4 separate regions of the Mus musculus genome follow, and regions 1, 2 and 4 are each linked to region 3. The links are chromatin contacts, called in public promoter capture Hi-C maps. All regions are on one chromosome and are shown on one strand. The core of a region is the stretch at or near the end of the contact, and the rest is flanking DNA. Distances in the headings are between cores, read along the strand shown. Region 1 holds the start of Iba57 (IBA57 homolog, iron-sulfur cluster assembly). Region 2 holds the start of Trim11 (tripartite motif-containing 11). Region 3 holds the start of Srebf1 (sterol regulatory element binding transcription factor 1). Region 4 holds the start of Mrpl55 (mitochondrial ribosomal protein L55).

Region 1 (2,724 bases), core at 156-2,655, 1.1 Mb before region 3:
CACTAAGCGAAGTAATGTGGGAAAAGGATCTCTAGGAAGCACATCACTGTGGCCTTTCAGCACCTGGAGACAGGCACTCTAGATTTCCCCCCACAGAATGCAGACAACTACTGGATAGTGGTGCCATGGCTGTCAATTCTCATCCACCACTCTCATCCTGGAATAGCTACCCTCAGGGGTTCAGGAACTGTTCTCCAGATATGAGGATTCCCCATATACTCCCAATGAGCATCTAGGGGCTACTGAAGAGGCTCACCAAAAACCAACTTGGAAAGACACCGGGTAGCTGAGACAGGCAGCCAGGCCTGGACTTTGGTAGGAGTCAAGGGACAGCTCAGGGACAGGATAGGGAGGGCGGGTCTTCACATGCCTACTAGACAATGCTGAGACTTCACGACTTAGATCCTATAAAGGTGAGCAGCTGAAGACTCAATGCTATAGACGCAGGCCCTGCCCAGACTGGCCAGCAAACACTATTTACAGTCACAGTCAGGTCTGCTGTATAGATAATGAGACCATACAGGCAAACAGCTGGCACTGCAAAGAGGAACCAGAAATAAGGGAAAAACTGGATTCTCAGAACACTGGGACAATCTGTCACTGTGGAGAGGCTGTGCAGAGAGTGGCTTTTTGAATAAAGTCCCACGAACCAGCGAAATCTTTCTAAGAAGTGAGGAGGGAGGGACAAAGCTGAAGCACCCATCTTGAAAATAACTCCAGAAGCTTCTGACTTGACTGGTTGGGGTCCCAGGCACAACGCTCTGTGCAAGTAACTAGCGCAACCTGGATGCCTTCCATGGGACATCCGCCTCTAGGTGACCCCTTCCCTAAGTCTAGATTGTCCTCAGAAAGTCATTTCCAGAATAATCTAATTATGCCTCTTCCCAAGGGTGTCTAGCCAGTATTCCCTAGAAATCTTATCCTGGACATCCTTCCTGGGATTCTGGAGGTCTGCTCCCTCAGCACTCTAACGACCCTACTGCCCCGCCCTGCTGCCCCGCCCAAGCTCACCCATACAGAATGACGTCATAGAGCGTGCGTCCCTGCACATTCAGGAAATGGGCATACGCCGCACGCGCAGAGGGCTGAGCCGCGCCGGTCGGAGGCCCCGAAAGCGGCAGCTCATTGGTCGATAGTCCCAACAGGAAGGGTGCAGCGTCCGGGCCGCGCACGCGCACTAAGGCGCGCCCGTCCAGCCGGAAGCAAGTCCAGGCCACACCGTCCGCGGGGTTGCTGCCAAGAAGGCCAAAGCCACGGGCTAGGCAGTGACTCGCGGTCCCGCTCAGCCGCCAGTGCCAAGCTGGGCTTCTGCGCCCCACAGCCGCGCCCCGAAGCAGCGCCACCGCTGCCATCTTGGGCGCTAAGTGAAGGCGGGCACCACAGCGGCCCCGGGCGGCGGCGGCGGCGGCGGCGGCTGGCGACGCGCGTGCGTGGGGGGGAAAGTGGGCGGGACCTCAGCCAGTGGATGGGTGCGCAAGCCCAGATAAACACCAAGGCTAGAGCCACCCGGTGACCCTTTCCTTAGTTGGCTCCTGGTCAAACCGCTTGTGGTCGTGGTAAATAAGTAAACATGAAATCTGCCATCTTACCTCGGTCCTGGTGTGCAATCCCAGCCAGCCTCTCGGGGGGCAGAGGCAGGAGGATGCGTGTTCAAGACCTGCCTGTGCAACTTAAAATGAATATCCTGTCTCCGAATAAAAAGTTGAAGATAGATAGCTCAGTGGTAGAGCATTTCCTAGCAGGCAGGAAGCCATGGTTCCCATCCCCAGTACTGCCCAGAAAAAAAGGAGGAAAAAAGTTAGGCATTTCCTTGTTCACGGTTAAATACGAACAGTATAAAATGTATTATCTTCACCACTGTTACTTTGTTATTGCTATACTAAACATGACCAAAAGCAACTTGGGAAGAAAAGGGGTTCACTTCATTTGAAAACTCTCAGGTCACACCCACTTACAGAGAGAACTCAGGGCAGGAACTGAAGCAGAAGCCCTGGAAGAGGGCTCTTACCGGCCAGCTTCTGATGGCTTGTCCAGCCTGCTTTTTGATACGACCCAGGAGCACCTGTCCACAGTGAGCTGGGCCCTCTCACATCAGTCATTGATGTGATATAAGCCAAGACCTGTTTAGAGGCCAAGCTTATGGAGGCGTTTTCTGAATCTTCCCAGATATCGCTAGGCTTGTGGCAAGTTGATGAAAGCCAGCCAGCGAGACCACTTTTAGTGCATTTATATCGGCATTGTTCAAACGGCTGCGCAGCCCTCACTATCATCCAACTCCAGAACTTTTTATCTCCCAATCATCCAACTCCAGAACGTTGACTCCTCCCAGAACACACACTCAGCCGCTGGTGCCCACAGTTGGCTTTCTGCCCTTGTGGGTTGGAAGCCTCTGAGAACCAGTGCCTGTCCTCTTGCACCTGGCTCTCTTCATGGAGCACCCATCCTCAGTATAGCACGTATCAGAATTCCCTTCCCTTTTTAAGAATTGTATTTTATAGCTGGGCATGGTGGCACACACCTTTAATCCCAGCACTTGGGAGACAGAGGCAGGTGGATTTCTGAGTTTGAGGCCAGCCTGGTCTACAGAGTGAGTTCCAGGACAGCCAGGGCTATACAGAGAAATCCTGTATCGAAAAAAAATTTTTTTATTACGGTAATGCCTACCTTTCCCTATGTGCTGAGCTGGCAACGGGTACTTGGGAGGTCTCCAATTCTTGGAGCCAG
Region 2 (2,700 bases), core at 51-2,550, 1.2 Mb before region 3:
TTACTGAAAAAAATTATTTATATGCTGATAACTATAGCAAAAATTATACAGACTCTAGATGCCCTGTGCCACTGAGTTCTTTCCATTTTTATCATAGAAGATATTTTCCCTTTAATCTCTATCTCCTTAAAAACTTCGATTTACCAACTTAAACTATATTTGTCTACGATGTTTTATATTTAGTCTCTTTCCTCTTTTATTGTTTTCAAACTTAATACCTTACCGGTTCAGAAGTTTGGGGCTTTTTAGTCCCATAGCCGCTGCGGGAAAATGTTCCTTTTGTTCTTTAGTGCGTCTGCAGGCTCCACAGACCAGCAAGTGTCTACGGTGGCTAACTTCAACCCCTCAGCTCAGTTCAGGAGGCTGCCCCCATTGTTTCCATCTTTCTGCAGGCCCTTCCGACCTGCTGCTCGAGAATGGCTTTAGGTCTTTACCTGCAGCCACCGGCTGAAAGCCAGGCCTATGTGCCCCAGCTCTGGATCGCAAACTGCGCTTGGTTCGTGCAGCTCTGAGAAGCTGCTCGCCTGCGGGCCACGCCAGAGGCTCGTGGCCGGCCGCTGCCTGACTCAGCAGCCGCGGGAGTGCTAGACCCGGGCCGCTGCAGACGCAGGCTGGAGTGCGTTCCGGCTCGCTACCCAGTTGCTTATAGACGGCCGCTCAAGCGCTCAGCCCGCCGCTACGGGAAATCTTACGGGAGAGAAGCCGTGCCTGGCTTTCTAGTTTAGCACTCGCTGTCCACAACTTTTCTAAGTTGCTGGCCCCAGCAACGTCAGATACACTCGCGGCAGAAGTTGTGGCCGCAGACGGTCACCACCATAAGCTTTGACTGTTTCCTGATTCGTGCATAATCATCCCGTTATTCTAAGTTCTGCCACACGTGGCTGGTTACCTGGTTCTCAGTTTTTGCTGCTATCTCCATCAGCGTTCTGGGGCCAAACTTGCGTCGGTGTCGATCCCGGCATCCACCCCGGCCCCTCTCTTTTCCAGGCATCACACCTTCTAATTTCCTGCCTAAGCTCACTGGCCATTGTATTGACCGGAGAAAGGTTTACACAGTGCACAAGAGATTAGCTACAGAACCCATGGCCAAAGTTTGCAGCATCCGGATCTTGGGGTGCGGGGACACCACCTGCGGAGACTTGTCACCGCAAGAGAGGCGAAAATGCGATCTCTTGCACTATAATTCGATTCCGACCCCGAGCCCCGATACACAGCGGCCAACCCAAGAACAAACGGGTTCTAAAAAATAATAAAAACTAGCTTCCTGCTTCCGCTGTGGTTTCTCTTCCGGCGGAAGTCTGAGAGCTTAGTGCCGGATGTACCCACTACCCAGGAGGCTGAGAGTGCCGCTACCTGCTCCTGGCCCGTTCCCACTGCGCTCTCGCGGCGGAGTTGCCCGATCCCGGTGCACCACGAAAAGCTCGATCCAGGCGCAGACGCCAGCACCATGGCTGCCCCAGACTTGTCCACCAACCTCCAGGAGGAGGCCACCTGCGCCATCTGCCTGGATTACTTCACCGACCCGGTGATGACCGACTGCGGCCACAACTTCTGCCGCGAGTGCATCCGACGTTGCTGGGGCCAGCCCGAGGGCCCATACGCGTGCCCCGAGTGTCGCGAGCTGTCGGCGCAGAGGAACCTACGGCCCAACCGCCCGCTCGCCAAAATGGCAGAAATGGCACGACGCCTGCACCCGCCTTCTCCGGTCCCGCAGGGCGTCTGTGCGGCGCACCGCGAGCCGCTGACCACCTTCTGCGGCGACGACCTCAGCCTGCTGTGCCCCATCTGCGAGCGTTCGGAGCACTGGACTCACCGGGTGAGACCGCTGCAGGAGGCGGCGGACGACCTCAAGGTGCGTTCCATTGGGTGCAGCCGGCCAGTGCCCGGTGCGAAGGGATGTCCCGTTACTGCCCTGCCCTGAGTTGAGGAAGTGTGAGTTACAGTTAACTTGATCCTGTGACGGGGTCGGGATTGTAGCCTGTCTTATTCCAGGATGAGATGCACGTGCATTCTGGGGAAAACCGGGTGTTGGTAGTCAGTCCAGACTCAGCTTGGAGAGCTTGTGAAGGGGCCCGCTGTCAGATCAACAGTTTGGCCTGTGTCAGAGTTGATACTCTGCCAGTGTGTCCCCATCACTGCATGAACTTGGGTGACCAGAATAAACCAGGCACCAAGTCTCCTTTACTTTGGACTTTAGCACAAAGGTGAACTTATAAACTTATAAACTTAAAAAGCTTATAAACAGAGATCGTCCCAGTAATTTTTCATTTCGTTTCGTCCATACCCGGTTTACCGATGATTGGTTGGCAGGTTTACCCCCCTGCCACCAAACCCCTTAATGGTGCTGAAAGAGACCCACATCTCTCCACGAATGACATGATAAGCCCTGAAGGGACAACACTAAAGCTGCTCTATTGCCAAAAAAGAAAACCTTTGTCCTCTGTCCTGTTAAGTTCACTGTCTGAACAACAGACAAGACAGATCAGCTTAAGTAACACTAAGTTTCTCTTGCATAGGGGTTCACACAAGAAAAGAGAAAGAAAAGCTCAGAGAAGCAGTTACCCTTAGGCCTTTTATCCCAAAAGGTGTGGAGTTACCAGAAAGAGACCTTGTGAAATAGGAAATGATTGTGAAATAGGAGGCTGATGGCAGAGAGGGTGTCTCCCTCCTGCAGAATGGATGCTCTGTCTTGCGTACGCT
Region 3 (2,700 bases), core at 30-2,529:
CAGGGTTTCTCTGTGTAGCCCTGGCTGGCCTCGAACTCAGAGGTCCACCTGCCTCTACCTCCTAAGTGCTAGGATTAAAGGCATGTGCCACCACTGCCCGGCAGGTGACTAGCAGTAACTCCAAGCTTTGATGGCACATTTAGGTCTCTGATGAGGACGTAGGCACAGCAGTCCAAGGCTGTGTTGGATATAAAAAACAGCTTAGGTGTCTATCAACAGAGCATCAGGGGGCACAATCTACTGTAATCCCACAGGCCCCATTGTAGTTGTAGACACACAGTCATGATTATCTGGGGTGGAGGAGGATGTGGAGCAGCCTTAAACGAGCAAGAGAAATATAATGTTTTGAAACTGCTAACAGCCACCAGAGATCGTTGAACAGTCCACCTAACATGGATACATATCTTATAGTAACAATGACTTGCTGGGGTTTTTTTCTTCTCCAGATCCGCCGCCACTCCTTCCCTCCGCCCAATTGGTAGTTGTTGTTGACATGGGAGATGAATCATACTGAGCGAGTTCAAGTGATGTTTTAAAGGATCTAAGTGGCCTGGGGTGTGGCTCAGCGCAGAAAGCCTGTTAATATGTTCTAGAATCCGAGTTACTGCCCCAGAATCACAAAATTTGAAAAATATTCTAGAGAGCACCTTCTCTCTTCTATCAGATTTCCAATTCCTCAAACTCAGGTCCCGCCTAAAGGGCCTTTGCCTCCCCCTCCGCCTAAAAAGTATCTTTCCTTTCCGGTGAGGGGGCTGCTCCTTAGCTCTAGTGCACTCAAAGAGACCTCCCTGACCTCAATCCAAAGTAGCCAGATGCTTGCAAGCCAAGGTAAATGCAAATATCGGTTCGTGGACTTTCTTGGGAATTTTGGTGAACTCAAGAAATGAGAAACCCCGGGTCGGCCTGTGAACTGTACACAGGACCAGGCTTGAAGTTGAGTGGATACTCAGCGTGTCCAGAAACCTAGCCCACTGCGGTCCGGAAAGCTCAACCCTAGATCTCAGGCGCCAGATCGCGCAGTGCGCACGCGCCAAAGTTCCCGGCCAAGCGCCCTCGCCGGACGTGCGACCCTGCACAGGCCGCGCCGGAGCCCCGGGACACGCACCTTCGATGTCGTTCAAAACCGCTGTGTCCAGTTCGCACATCTCGGCCAGTGTCTGTTCCAGAGCCGCCTCACCGAAGGCCAGCTCGTCCATGGCGCCGGCGCCCACCCGGCTTCGGACTAGGCCCACGTTAAGGAAAAGTTCCCCGGAAACTGGGTTCCGCGGGCGGAGCCACCTGAGCGGAGGGGCGGGGTTTCCCATCAAGCCCCGCCCACCAGCCTGCATCCTGACAGCTCGCCTAGCGGGTTGAGACTGCCTGCCCGAGCCTGGTTTCTAGCAATCTCCTGCGGGTGCACAGGCACTGGGCCTTGGCTTCTTCTGTATCAGGCCAAGGGAGGGACCGAATGGAAGCCACAGGACTAGACCCAGCCCAGACATCGTTAGATTAAAGGGCCAGGGATGGGGGGCCCAGCATGAGGGTGGGAGCAGAGAACAGAAAACTCACTTCCTAGTCTTGCTGTTTAGAACCAGACAGTCCTGGGTCCAAAATACAGCAGATACAGGCCTGCAGTGGGGCCCCTCCACTATGTGCCTCTGTTTTCCTCATCTGTAGCCAGGGTCCAATTATCTATGAGCCAGCTGAGAGGTTAGAGAAGCATGGCCCATAAGACCTGTCCACCCTCTCAGCTTAGAAGTCTAGAAGTGGGCCTCCAGAGGAGAAGAGTTCTCAGGCAGAACCTGCAGGAGGAGGGGGTGGCTGGAACTTCTGATCTTGTCTTAATCCTATCAGTCCTACCATTGGAGCAGAGAGGACCTGAAGGGCCAGTGGGCTCGTACTACTCCTATAGAATGACTTGTGTCTCCAAAAGGATCTAGAAAAAGTGTGAATCTCAAAGTCAAGAAGGGATTCTGTGAGCCAGGCATGGTGGCACACTCTGTTAATCCCAGCACTTGGGTGGCAGAAGCAGGTAGGTTTCTGAGTTCGAAGCCAGCATGATCTACAGAGTGAGTTTCAGGACAGCCTGGGCAATACAAAGAAACCTTGTCTCAAGATACCAAAAAGAAAGAAGAGAAGAGAAGAGAAGAGAGAAGAAAAAAGAAAAAAAAGAAAGAATTCTGTAACAGAGGTCCTGAGGACCTGAGCCCAGCTACTGGGTCATATGTGACCTGGGGCCAGGCCAGGTGCCTGAATAAAGACTGAAAAGTGAACCCTGGGCCCTGTGACTTAGGAACAGGTAAAGCAAGGGAGGGAGGAGAGGTTCTTCGGCGTGGATTGAATAGACCATTCTGGCCCACAGGTGATGCAAGTTGGGAGGCAACGGCAGAACCTACGAGTCAACCAGGGAGGGTCAGGGCCCCAGGCCGCCCAGAAGCTGCCTTGCTCAGACTGCAGATACCTCGGCTGCTTTCACCTCCCAACCAATAGAGTTAGTTGGGGCAAGGAGGGAGGGTGTGCCTGGGCTTCACCAGGACACATTTTTGTTCCTTTCTCAGAGGAGCTGCTAGAAAATTACACAGGAGTTGGCAGGGCTATAAAACGCACATGGAGCCCTTGCTTTGGGGTCACCCTGCCATGTCCCACCATCAGAAGACACCCGGTTTTCTGAAAACTCAAATAGCCTGTCCCAGCCAGAAGGACTCAGAGGTCAGCTGAACC
Region 4 (2,716 bases), core at 145-2,644, 1.0 Mb before region 3:
ACCTCAAACAGTGAAAATGAGTCTCAAGACTTAGTGATCGATTCAGTGGAGAAAGGAAGACACATCTGAGGTCTCAGAGCCTCATAGACTCAAAGCAAACCCACCACCAGGTGTGTGATGCCCCCATCACCTGTCCCCCAAACTGAGTACCCTCTGCTGGAACTCGCTGACCTAATACATCACTTTCAGCAGCACCCAGAGGACTCCCTGCCATCTGCCCTGACAGGACGACTCAACAAGAGGACTGCTTACAAGAGAAGCAGAAAAGTTTACCAGCCCTTCCTTCAGACAATGCCAATGCCACTCCTCAGCCTTTGCCAGAGCTCACTGGCTGATAGATCACCTGACTTTGTAAGGTGGCTAGAGAGTCCTCTTCGGAAATTCTATAGGCACCAGCTTACCGTCGCAAGAGTTCCCTGCTTTCTGGTGCCTGATAACGACATTTGCAGGCCATTATGTGAGATGAGCTCCAGAGGCTGGCTGCCAGGCTGCAAAAAAACAAAAAAGCAACAAACAAACAAACAAACCCACTTCTCCTTGTGTCCCTTGTAGACCCCCGACTACATGCTGGATAGCCCTAGGAGGAGACAGGGAACTAAATTGATCAGTGCAACCCAAGAGGGACGATGGTAAAAGACAAGTAACTCAGGAAAAAGCAGAAATGGGGAAGGAAAAAGATCTGCCACAATGTCGCCAGGGGCGAAATGTGGCAACGTCCTCTAAAGGCAGCACATAAGTAAGTTTGTGTAGTCATCCTGAGAAACTTTGTGGAGAGTCCTGCAGCTTGCACAGCAGCGCACCTCCAGGGCTTACAATAAACCGCTGCCATAAGCTCAAAACGGCGGAGAGCTTCAGGACCACTCACGAGACACTAGTGGGGTCCTTGAAAGTCCTGTGCTCTTTGGTTCTGAAGAGCCGACTGTTCTCTAAAGATATTCCTCACGAGTGACTCCAACTCCTTCACCTTAGCTGTTTTGCCAACCCAACTTGGCACTTGGATGTTCCACCGCGAACCCAAGACAAGCCATGTACCTGCGGAAAGGGGTCACGGGCGACTATCAGATCCGGAGCAAACCTTGAGAACAACCAGGCATGGAAACTTAGGGACCGCCCAGCGGTGCATAGCAATGCTGTCTGGCTTCCGTCCAGGCACTGCACAGCGTTGTGCTGCCTGCACCCCAGAAAGTCACAGAATTCCGACGGCCTCCCGCCCACACTCTCTGGCCTTGGGTAGTCCGTCGACCTAGCCTACTTCAGTTTCGCCACCCGCAGCGACGCCAGAACCTGGACAACTAACCAGAAACCCCACCCCCACCCCACCACGAGAGCTGGCTCCAACCACGCCCACCTGGCCTTACTCCGCCCTTAATGGGGACGGCCGCCCTGCGCTCCGTGGCGTCATCACCGCGCGCCGCGGGCGCCTTCAGGACATCTGGGTTATGGTGAAGGATTATCATCTACAGTGACGGGACGGGTTCCCTGTGTGGCCCTGCGTGGCTCGGCCTCAGTTTCCCACCTATCGAGTAAAGTTCTGCACGGCGGGTCTACGAGGTCTCTCCCACGCTAAGGTAGCGGCTGCAGGTTGGCGTTTCTTGGGTGCCGGCAGCAACCGGCCCCAACACTGAGGGGTAAATGGGAGAGCGACTTGCGCGTCGGGTGGATAAAATGGGAGGGGACGTCTGCACAGACGACCCCGGGTCTAGTCGACGTGGCTAGAGAGGATAAGGACCCGAACTTGGGACATTGACCAGCGGGATCACCTCTTTCGAGGCAGTGGTACCCTACCCTGCGGTTCCCTCCTTAGGTGGGAACTTTCTAATCTCTGCGCACGCCCACAGGTTCTATCTTGCTGAGTGTGGGACGCTCTACTTCTACCTGCCGGACCACTTCTGGCATTGAAAGTAGCTTCTTTTCCCGTTTGTAAGCGGAGTTTATAATAGTCTTCTCACAGTATTGCTATGGAAACTAAAAGGATGTTAAAAAGAAAGTGAACCAAGCACTCCACACTTACCCCGCACAAGAGGGTTGTGGTTCCATAAACTTCTGGAATTGGGTGGGCCTCTGTCCCATTGAAAACTGCCTCAGTCTTTTAAGGATAGAACCCTGGTAGCTGCTGTAAAAAGCCTCCAAAAGGACTTTCTAATCTGAGGCCAGAGGGCTAGTAGGATAAACTGGCAAGTGACACACACCCAATCTCTTTTTTTTTTTTTTTTTTTTTTTTGATTTTTCAAGACAGGGTTTCTCTGTATAGCTCTGGCTGTCCTGGAACTCACTCTGTAGACCAGGCTGGCCTCGAACTCAGAAATCCACCTGCCTCTGCCTCCCAAGTGCTGGGATTAAAGGCATGCGCCACCATGCCTGGCCTACACCCAATCTTCTTTATTGAAGAATCCAAACCACATATTGAAGATAACTTTTTTTAAATTGAGTCTGTATTGAACATAAGGGTTTTTTGTTTTCTAAACAAAACAGGTGAAAAAAACGGTTATATGGTGTTTGTAAACCCTTAGGTTCACTTCAGTTTTGTTTTTTTTTAATTAATTAATTTATTTATTATTTGTAAGTACACTGTAGCTGTCTTCAGACTCCACAGAAGAGGGCATCAGATCTCATTACGGATGGTTGTGAGCCACCATGTGGTTGCTGGGAATTGAACTCAGGACCTCTGGAAGAGCAGTCAGTGCTCCCAACCCCTGAGCCATCTCACAAGCCCTCA

Evidence for each region. Promoter capture Hi-C pulls out the DNA fragments that hold promoters and counts their contacts.
Region 1: a contact with region 3 is called in a promoter capture Hi-C map of stem cell-derived epiblast-like cells, with 2.1 times the contacts expected there. The contact joins the promoter of Iba57 here to the promoter of Srebf1 in region 3.
Region 2: a contact with region 3 is called in a promoter capture Hi-C map of liver, with 5 times the contacts expected there. The contact joins the promoter of Trim11 here to the promoter of Srebf1 in region 3. A contact is called at or near these places in 2 of 39 promoter capture datasets (liver and pre-B cells) and 1 of 115 datasets of contacts at active chromatin or transcription factors (pancreatic cancer cells).
Region 4: a contact with region 3 is called in a promoter capture Hi-C map of pre-B cells, with 2.1 times the contacts expected there. The contact joins the promoter of Mrpl55 here to the promoter of Srebf1 in region 3. A contact is called at or near these places in 2 of 39 promoter capture datasets (liver and pre-B cells), 1 of 484 Hi-C or Micro-C datasets (CD4 T cells) and 1 of 115 datasets of contacts at active chromatin or transcription factors (pancreatic cancer cells).

The regions. Positions count from the first base shown.
Region 1 is chr11:59,162,340-59,165,063 of GRCm38.p6, forward strand. Iba57 (IBA57 homolog, iron-sulfur cluster assembly) reads right to left here and starts at 1,406. Exons shown (of 3, transcript NM_173785.6): 1 at 1,012-1,406. The coding sequence starts at 1,352.
Region 2 is chr11:58,976,793-58,979,492 of GRCm38.p6, forward strand. It overlaps Trim11 (tripartite motif-containing 11), which reads left to right and starts at 1,301. Exons shown (of 6, transcript NM_053168.2): 1 at 1,301-1,852. The coding sequence starts at 1,448.
Region 3 is chr11:60,219,348-60,222,047 of GRCm38.p6, forward strand. It overlaps Srebf1 (sterol regulatory element binding transcription factor 1), which reads right to left and starts at 1,280. Exons shown (of 19, transcript NM_011480.4): 1 at 1,106-1,280. The coding sequence starts at 1,196.
Region 4 is chr11:59,201,092-59,203,807 of GRCm38.p6, forward strand. It overlaps Mrpl55 (mitochondrial ribosomal protein L55), which reads left to right and starts at 1,395. Exons shown (of 4, transcript NM_001302336.2): 1 at 1,395-1,568. It overlaps 2610507I01Rik (RIKEN cDNA 2610507I01 gene), which reads right to left and starts at 1,340. Exons shown (of 3, transcript NR_037964.1): 1 at 1,033-1,340; 2 at 402-488.